Linked DNA regions of Zea mays: region 1 is linked to region 2. The links are chromatin contacts, called in public Hi-C maps. All regions are on one chromosome and are shown on one strand. The core of a region is the stretch at or near the end of the contact, and the rest is flanking DNA. Distances in the headings are between cores, read along the strand shown.

What was found. A called contact is a pair of places that touch in the nucleus more often than the background predicts.
Region 1: a contact with region 2 is called in a Hi-C map of leaf, with 3 times the contacts expected there. The contact joins the promoter of LOC100272317 here to the enhancer-like site in region 2. A contact is called at or near these places in 4 of 25 Hi-C or Micro-C datasets (bundle sheath, ear, leaf and 1 more).

The regions. Positions count from the first base shown.
Region 1 is chr2:138,539,995-138,543,422 of Zm-B73-REFERENCE-NAM-5.0, forward strand. It overlaps LOC100272317 (cleavage stimulating factor 64-like), which reads right to left and starts at 2,172. Exons shown (of 10, transcript NM_001146801.1): 1 at 1,990-2,172; 2 at 1,365-1,443; 3 at 383-557. The coding sequence starts at 2,032.
Region 2 is chr2:138,439,476-138,442,997 of Zm-B73-REFERENCE-NAM-5.0, forward strand. No RefSeq gene overlaps it. Among protein-coding and RNA genes, the nearest start is that of LOC103647008, 79 kb to the left of the region's middle. Within about 2 kb of position 1,421, at least 17 of the 20 cell types and tissues checked have an H3K27ac peak or open chromatin away from gene starts, as enhancers often do. A contact at or near this core is called in bundle sheath, ear, leaf and 1 more, where this site is marked.

The sequences.
Region 1 (3,428 bases), core at 922-3,421, 100 kb after region 2:
CCGTTGCAGAGTGGACAGTTGACGCTGGCCCGTTAGTGATGGGAGGCCAGGGTTCGGGGATTTTCTCGGCCGGGACCATTGTTTCGGTCTCTTCTTAATATAATACCGGGAGGGCGGTCTTTCCCTCCCCGGCCGAGTTTTTTTTTTATATATAATTCAATGAAGGAATTGAACCGTACAGCAGGTGTGTGTATGTACAACCAAGCAGCTGTACATACACAAACACGCTTGTAAGAGATCGAAACAGGAGACACAGGGTGGTTGGAGAAGGCGCAACTATTATCATTCACAGAACGAAGACAATACAACTTCTCAGATTAACAGAGAACTCCAAAGGTGGTAGGAAAGGCTCTTCTACAGTAAAAATTTGAGGATCGTCGACCTTTTCTCTATTTCTGTCAGTGTTCCTCCCATTTTCAGCAAAATCAACCCGTAACTGACGACCATTGATCTCGTAACCCTGAAGGTTCCGCCGTGCACTTAGAGCAGTTTCCTCGTCCTTGTACTCGCAAAAGCCATAACCTTTTGGCTTGCCAGTCTCTTTGTCAATCACCAACCTGCAAGCAATTTGTAGCAGTCAGTTGCCAAAAAGCATAGCTCAATAGCATTTTAATCAAATTCACAAGTTGCAAAAACATAACCGTAGCAAACATGTTACTGGGCCAAAATCAGTTTCAGCAAATATTCACCTAGGAGAAATCTGATCAAATAAAGGCACATGTGTATATGCCAGACATGTCAGATACCAGTGCTGCTCTGGACTTACTGAGATTTATGGTTAAGCATCAGTCTAACTCAAAATATCACTTGTGATAGTCTTCATAAGAAAACTGTGGTTCTATAGTATGTCAGGCATGCCCAACGAAACTTGGTAAGTTCCACATATGGCTACATTAGTTTATACATCAATGTTCTATATCATTACCATTCCTAAAGGTAAATTTACAAGAATCATAACGACCCCCCCCCCCCCCCCCCGTCTGAGGAAGACATGAATCTTTGAAAGCAAAGCAAGATTGGCGAGGGGGCATCTATTTTTTTAGTTTACCCTGTTCTGCTCATCACAACATATACAGCTTTCTTCTGTCATATTTGCTCAAAAGATATGTGCTGCACAAGCGCAATTCAGCCATCAAACTTGTGTAATCAATTTGCCGTTAGTCGGTATTCTGACCGTGGTGAGGCACCGTGGTTCTTTTTCATTTGTAGCACAATGCCAACACCTGAACATATTCCTTCGTTTTTAATATAAACAGAATAAATAAGGCAAAAACACACATTTTGACAGTAAGTGCTAGTTTCTACAACCCATCTAGAGCTGCACGACAGTGTTACAGTTTTTATGTGGGTGAGCAGAAGCGCACCTGAAGGATACGACTGGGCCAACCTCTTCGCAAATCTGCACGAGCTGCTCCTCTGTCGCATCGTATGGTATGTTGCCAACTGTAATTGAGATTGATAAATACAACCTGTCAGTCCTAAAATCCCCTGCACATCCAGAAACAACAACAAAAACATCTTGCGCGCCCAATGAAGCATTAGGGTGATATGTTGGGAATAGTGCCACATTGTGTGGTGTGGGTGGTCAAGCATGGTTTATATGATTGAGGGTGTAACCCTAATGCGCTAGGTTTTTCAGGGTAGTATTGACCCAACAGACCTAAAGGCCACTGCTATGTGTTAGTACGAGTGTGTCATGGCCGATGGGGGTGGACGCGCCGTGGTCCAGTTCCAATGCCATAAACCAAAACCCTAGGCAAGAAGTTCGATCCGAAGAGGGGCTCAGGACAGGGGAATCAGCGCCAAATCGGAAGAACCCGGGGGCCGAGTCCAAATCGACCCGAACTGAAAAGGAGCTGCCCTCGGTGACACCAGCGAACCACGGCAGGTGGCTCTCCTCCCCCCTCGGCCCCTCCAAGTGGAACCAAAGCCTCCGAGCTTCCGGATCACGCCGGTCAGGGAACGTAACCGAGGGTGGCGAAGGCGTACCGAAGACGCAGCGATTCTGAGCGCCCACGGGAGCAGCGGCCATGCTCAGCGGCGGCACGGGAGGCGCCCGGCCGGCTGCTTGGCTGCTTCCGCCGTGAGATGCCGGTGGGCGTGGCCCGTGGATGTGTATGCCTCGCTCGCAGGCCGCGGCTGTGGCGTGCGTGGCGCCCGTTTATTATAGGGGAGGGACTGAGGGAGGGGAGGCAAGGGTGTCAACATATATATGTGCAGATAAAGATAAGCTTAAGCCTTGTTTAGAATAACTAGAGTTAATAGTTACCTAGCTAATAAATTATTAGCTGGGTTAAATCAGCTAATAAACTAATTGTTAGATGTGAGGTACTAACAATTAGTTATGGTATTAAGGGATGGTATTTGGAAACCAACAAATAATTTTTAATAGCGAATTATTAATTTTAGAGGTTATAAATATGACCTTAGACATGATTTGTTTGTAGAGATAAGAATATATTGTTTCTAGAGATAAGAATAGATGAGATATAGGGTTAGTTTAGTGTCTGACGCGCGGCGCCACGCCGCGTCTAAGCCGCGGCGGCTGAATCGGCCGCCATAGCTGCAGCAGCGAAAGTGTGGCAAGAGGTGGCAGTTTAGGCGTAATACTAAACAGCCCATATACTTAAGGTCGTTACAACAAACCACGGATTAAATTTATCTCTACGTGTAAACAAAGGTGCGGCATGACAGGATAATAAGATTTCACAGCTCCTCTGGTGTTCATGTGCTCTTGACAAGACACCGATTTAGCTGCCAACGCGTTTTTCTTTTCCAGCCGGGATTTATTGCGCTGATTTGCTTTGATTAGCCTGGATTCTCGTTCTAAGTGTGTTTCTTCGCTCTTGAGTCTCGACCATGCTCCCCGCATTCATCGCTCTGATTTTATTTCTTTGTTTTTTTTTTTGCCCCACAACTCCACAAGTCGTTCGCGTTCGTGTGTGCTTGACTGACAACCGGAATGTCAATGAGGCATTTAATTTTCCTGACTAAAACTAAGCTCGTGCCACATCAAATATTTAACTATTAATTATTAAATATAGAATTAATTAGATTTATCTGGTCTTTTAGTTTCCATTTGTATAATTAATTTTATAATTAAACTATATTTAATATAATTATCATTCAAACATTCGATGATGTGACAGAGACTAAACTTCAGTTTAGTGGTGTTGGTCACCTGTTTTGATTCCTAAAACAGACCAAAACAGGACAATATAATTCATGTTAAGAGACATTTATTCCTGTAATCTATTCTGAAGATAGATTAGAGGAAAAAGACTATGAAAATAAAATGACCTTTGAATAAAGTAAGGCCACTTAAGAAGAATGATGTATCATTTTTGTTGCTTCTTCTCCATTATGCAAAATTACAAGTACATCTTTTAAGCAAAATGGGAAGTATAGAGGCAAAGAAGATACAGCTT
Region 2 (3,522 bases), core at 171-2,670:
AAGTGTGTGTGTATCGAATGTGGTTACTGTAATATGCATGTATGGTGGGAGATCCTTGGGGTGATGAGTTCAAGTTGTTGAACTCGTGATAGCCTTGTTAAGTTACCTAGTACACATGCATAGCCATCTGAGGCCATCAAGGCAAGGATTGGTGCATGTGGGCCCGATAACTTGGGAGGGCTGCCACAAAAGAACTATGCATAGTGGAATTTGAAATTATACACTCAATTTAGAAATGAAGTTCAACAAGTTTGAATTCAAACAATAGACATTTGAATTTAAGAAGAAGTCTAAATCAAGAATTTTAAAAGAAAAAGGTAATTAAAGGGAAAACAGCTGTGTGGGCCGCCTTCGGCACCGCAGGCCCAACTAATCGCGGATCCGTGCGGCCTTTCTCACGCACTGGATGGCGGGACCACTCGGTCAGCCTGTGTCGCGTGAATCGCTGGCCGGCTGACTCCCCGGACCCACATGACCGCTCGCCGACTGGTGGCCCCTATTGTCATCTCGCCGCTCGCGCAACGGACTCCGAGTTTGACGTCGACCGCAGCGGAATCGTGTGGTTGGGACTGCGCTCGCTCGATCCTCATGACTACTGGACCCGTGGGACGTTTTCGAGTGCTTCTCCCTCTTTCCCCTAGGTTATAACTGTGGCCGGACACCCCCCGTTACCTAGTCGCCCTCCCGGAGTCTCTCACGGAAGCCGGTGAAGTGCAGACGTGGGGAAGAAGTTCACTGCGTCGCGTCTTGGTCAAAGACCGGGTTTGGGAAGCCATAGCACCTCGAGTGTGTGTCGCGCAAGTTGGTGTCGTGGCTGGGCGTGGTCGGAACCGAGAACCGGAGCTCGGCGTTACCTCGGCTTTGTCCCGCGCGAGGGGGATTGGCTCCAGTACCGCACCACCGCAGGTATGGCCACTTCTGTCGTCTTCGTTGACCAGTCCTTGACGTATGGTGAGCCGCGGGAGAGGGAATTATACATCTGCGGGTTTTGAATTGCTCGTCAGAGCCAATTGACTCTGTGGCACCGAGCCACGCCGTGGGCAGGGTAGTGCCATCACTCAAACATTAAATCGGGGGTCTCGTCTGTTTCGCCTTGCGTCAGGCTGTGTTTTTAGCCACCGGCCGCGGGTGCAGGCGTCGGTGGGTATCGAATCGAGGAACGCTAGTGTGGTCATCGCCATGAACACGGTGGCGCGGTCGTGCTTGAGGTTGGGCATGGGTAGCGCGGCATCCGACCGTCGATCTGAAAGCATGTGGCTACGATTAGAACGAAGATAACCCTTCGATGCTTGTGATCCTAGCCACTGGTGGGTGATCTCGGGGTGGAGATTCAATCATCGCGTCGGCGTATTGTGGGCTGTACAATTTGGATCCAAGGATCCGTATCACGCACCGGTCGACTCAGTTATGTGATCTAATCTCACCCATGAAGATCTGATCGGGCGACTCTAGTGCGCCAGTACCCCTTCGGTGTGGGCGAACTTGTAAAAGAGACCCTGAGAAATTGGCTAATTAACCCGCAGTCTAGCACAAGGAGTTCTCAGTCTTATGATGTTTTACGCAGAGGCCCCTACACTTCCTGAATATAGTAAGCGCAATCCATACATTTAATAAAACAGAGAAATTGGTTTAGAAAATGATTTTTAGTACACAACTAATTGCAAAAACTTGTTTAATTCCTAGAAAATTCATTTTAGCTCCTTTTTAATCCATTCCAGTTCCTATAATTTTGTATTAATATTGTTTATCACTTAATAACATTGTTTTAGCATGAAACCCATATTAAGTTTGATCACTTAATTAATCTTGTACCAAACACATAAAACCTTCGGAAATTCAAAACTCGAAATCCGTAACTCTGAATGTAGTGATTCTTTTTCCTATGATCTCGTTACAACACATAGATTATTATTATGTATTCTGTATTCATGTTTGGTGTGATGTTATTTTATCCCTCGTACCATGTTTGTTTGCATTATGACGAGTAGACGAGCCAGTGGCCGAGGATCCAGGTGTTCAGCAGGTAGAAGTTGCTGAGCAGGAGCTCATTGAAGGCATGTTGTGCCCTTGACCACTTTATTTACCCAATAATGTTCTCTATAATCATTTTATCATGAATAGGCTTAATTTTGATGGGACCCAATAGGCCACCCTAGTCTGGTTATCTTTATACCTTGTTTAACCCTGAATTTTTTGGTAGTCCTTGCTATTGCTATATATGGTTTTGAGTGTTGAGACAACTATTACACATGATCACTCTTTATTACTGTTCTATTTCTATTCATGATAAGACAACTATGTTAATTGGAACATCGATCTTAACTTGAGAAACACGTGCCACCACAAGGGTGGAATGGGACGCCCTTGGCTGACTAACTAGGAAAGCTAGTGGAGGACTACCTTTCCCAAAAGGGGCAAGGGCAGTAGGGGAGTAGGCGTGTAGGGAGGTTCCGGGGTTGATTTTGCTCCGATGGCGGTCAGACGGGGGATTCCTGCATTGCTCTTCCTAGAAACTGTAGCGGGTTTTCTGAAGCTAGTGGAACTTTGTAAAAGCCTTGTAGTGGATCCCTAGCTATTCACCTCGGAAGTGTCTAAGGGTCTAGCTAACACTGGCTAGATGGGATACACGACTTGTGGGTACTGGGTACGACCTCTGCAGAGTGTAAAACTGGTATACTAGCCATGCTCGCGGTAATGAGCCGCTCAATACTCTTGCATGATTAATTTATGGAATTAAATTCAATTTATCATTTGCATCGCATTGGGATTTATTATTAATTCTGATCTACTATTACTCTGGTTTGGTTCTACTTACATTTAGTAACTACTAATAAAATTTGACCAACTTATTAAAAGCAATGCTCAACTTTAACCCTTATTTATTGGTCAGCCTTACTCTTCACATGAACTCCCACCTTTGGTAAGTTCATGCACGTTATTCCCCACAACTTGTTGAGCTATGATCTTTTGTGAGATCACCCTTGCGAGATATAACCCCCCACAGGAGAAGAACATGTGATCTAGGAGGAGCCGTACAATGAGGAGTACGAGTTGATCTAGGTGGCGCCTTCGAGTCAGCTTTGTGGCGCCAAGGAATAATACTTAGTTCGCTTTATTATTATCATTTATTTTGTTAAGACTTCCGCTATGTAATAATGACATTTATGATATTTGTGACATTTATCTCTATACACTTTGTCATTATATGTGATGTTCTTCTTTGGCACACATATGAGATGCACCCGGCTTTATCACTTAAATCCGGGTGTGACAGAAATGGTATCAGAGGAATGTTGACTGTAGGACGAAACCTAGATAGACCTAGACAAAACCCTTACCTACTTACATCACTCTAATTCTTTCTATACTTATCTTGATTCTGTCTCACCTTTTGTTGTTCTACTTTGATTACTCTTATCTTTCTACTCTAGAAAGACAAGAAGGATTTCACACCTTGGAATCCTACATTTATGACCCTCTGAAGAGATAGGAGACCTAAGACAAAATTTAAAATTATTTTCT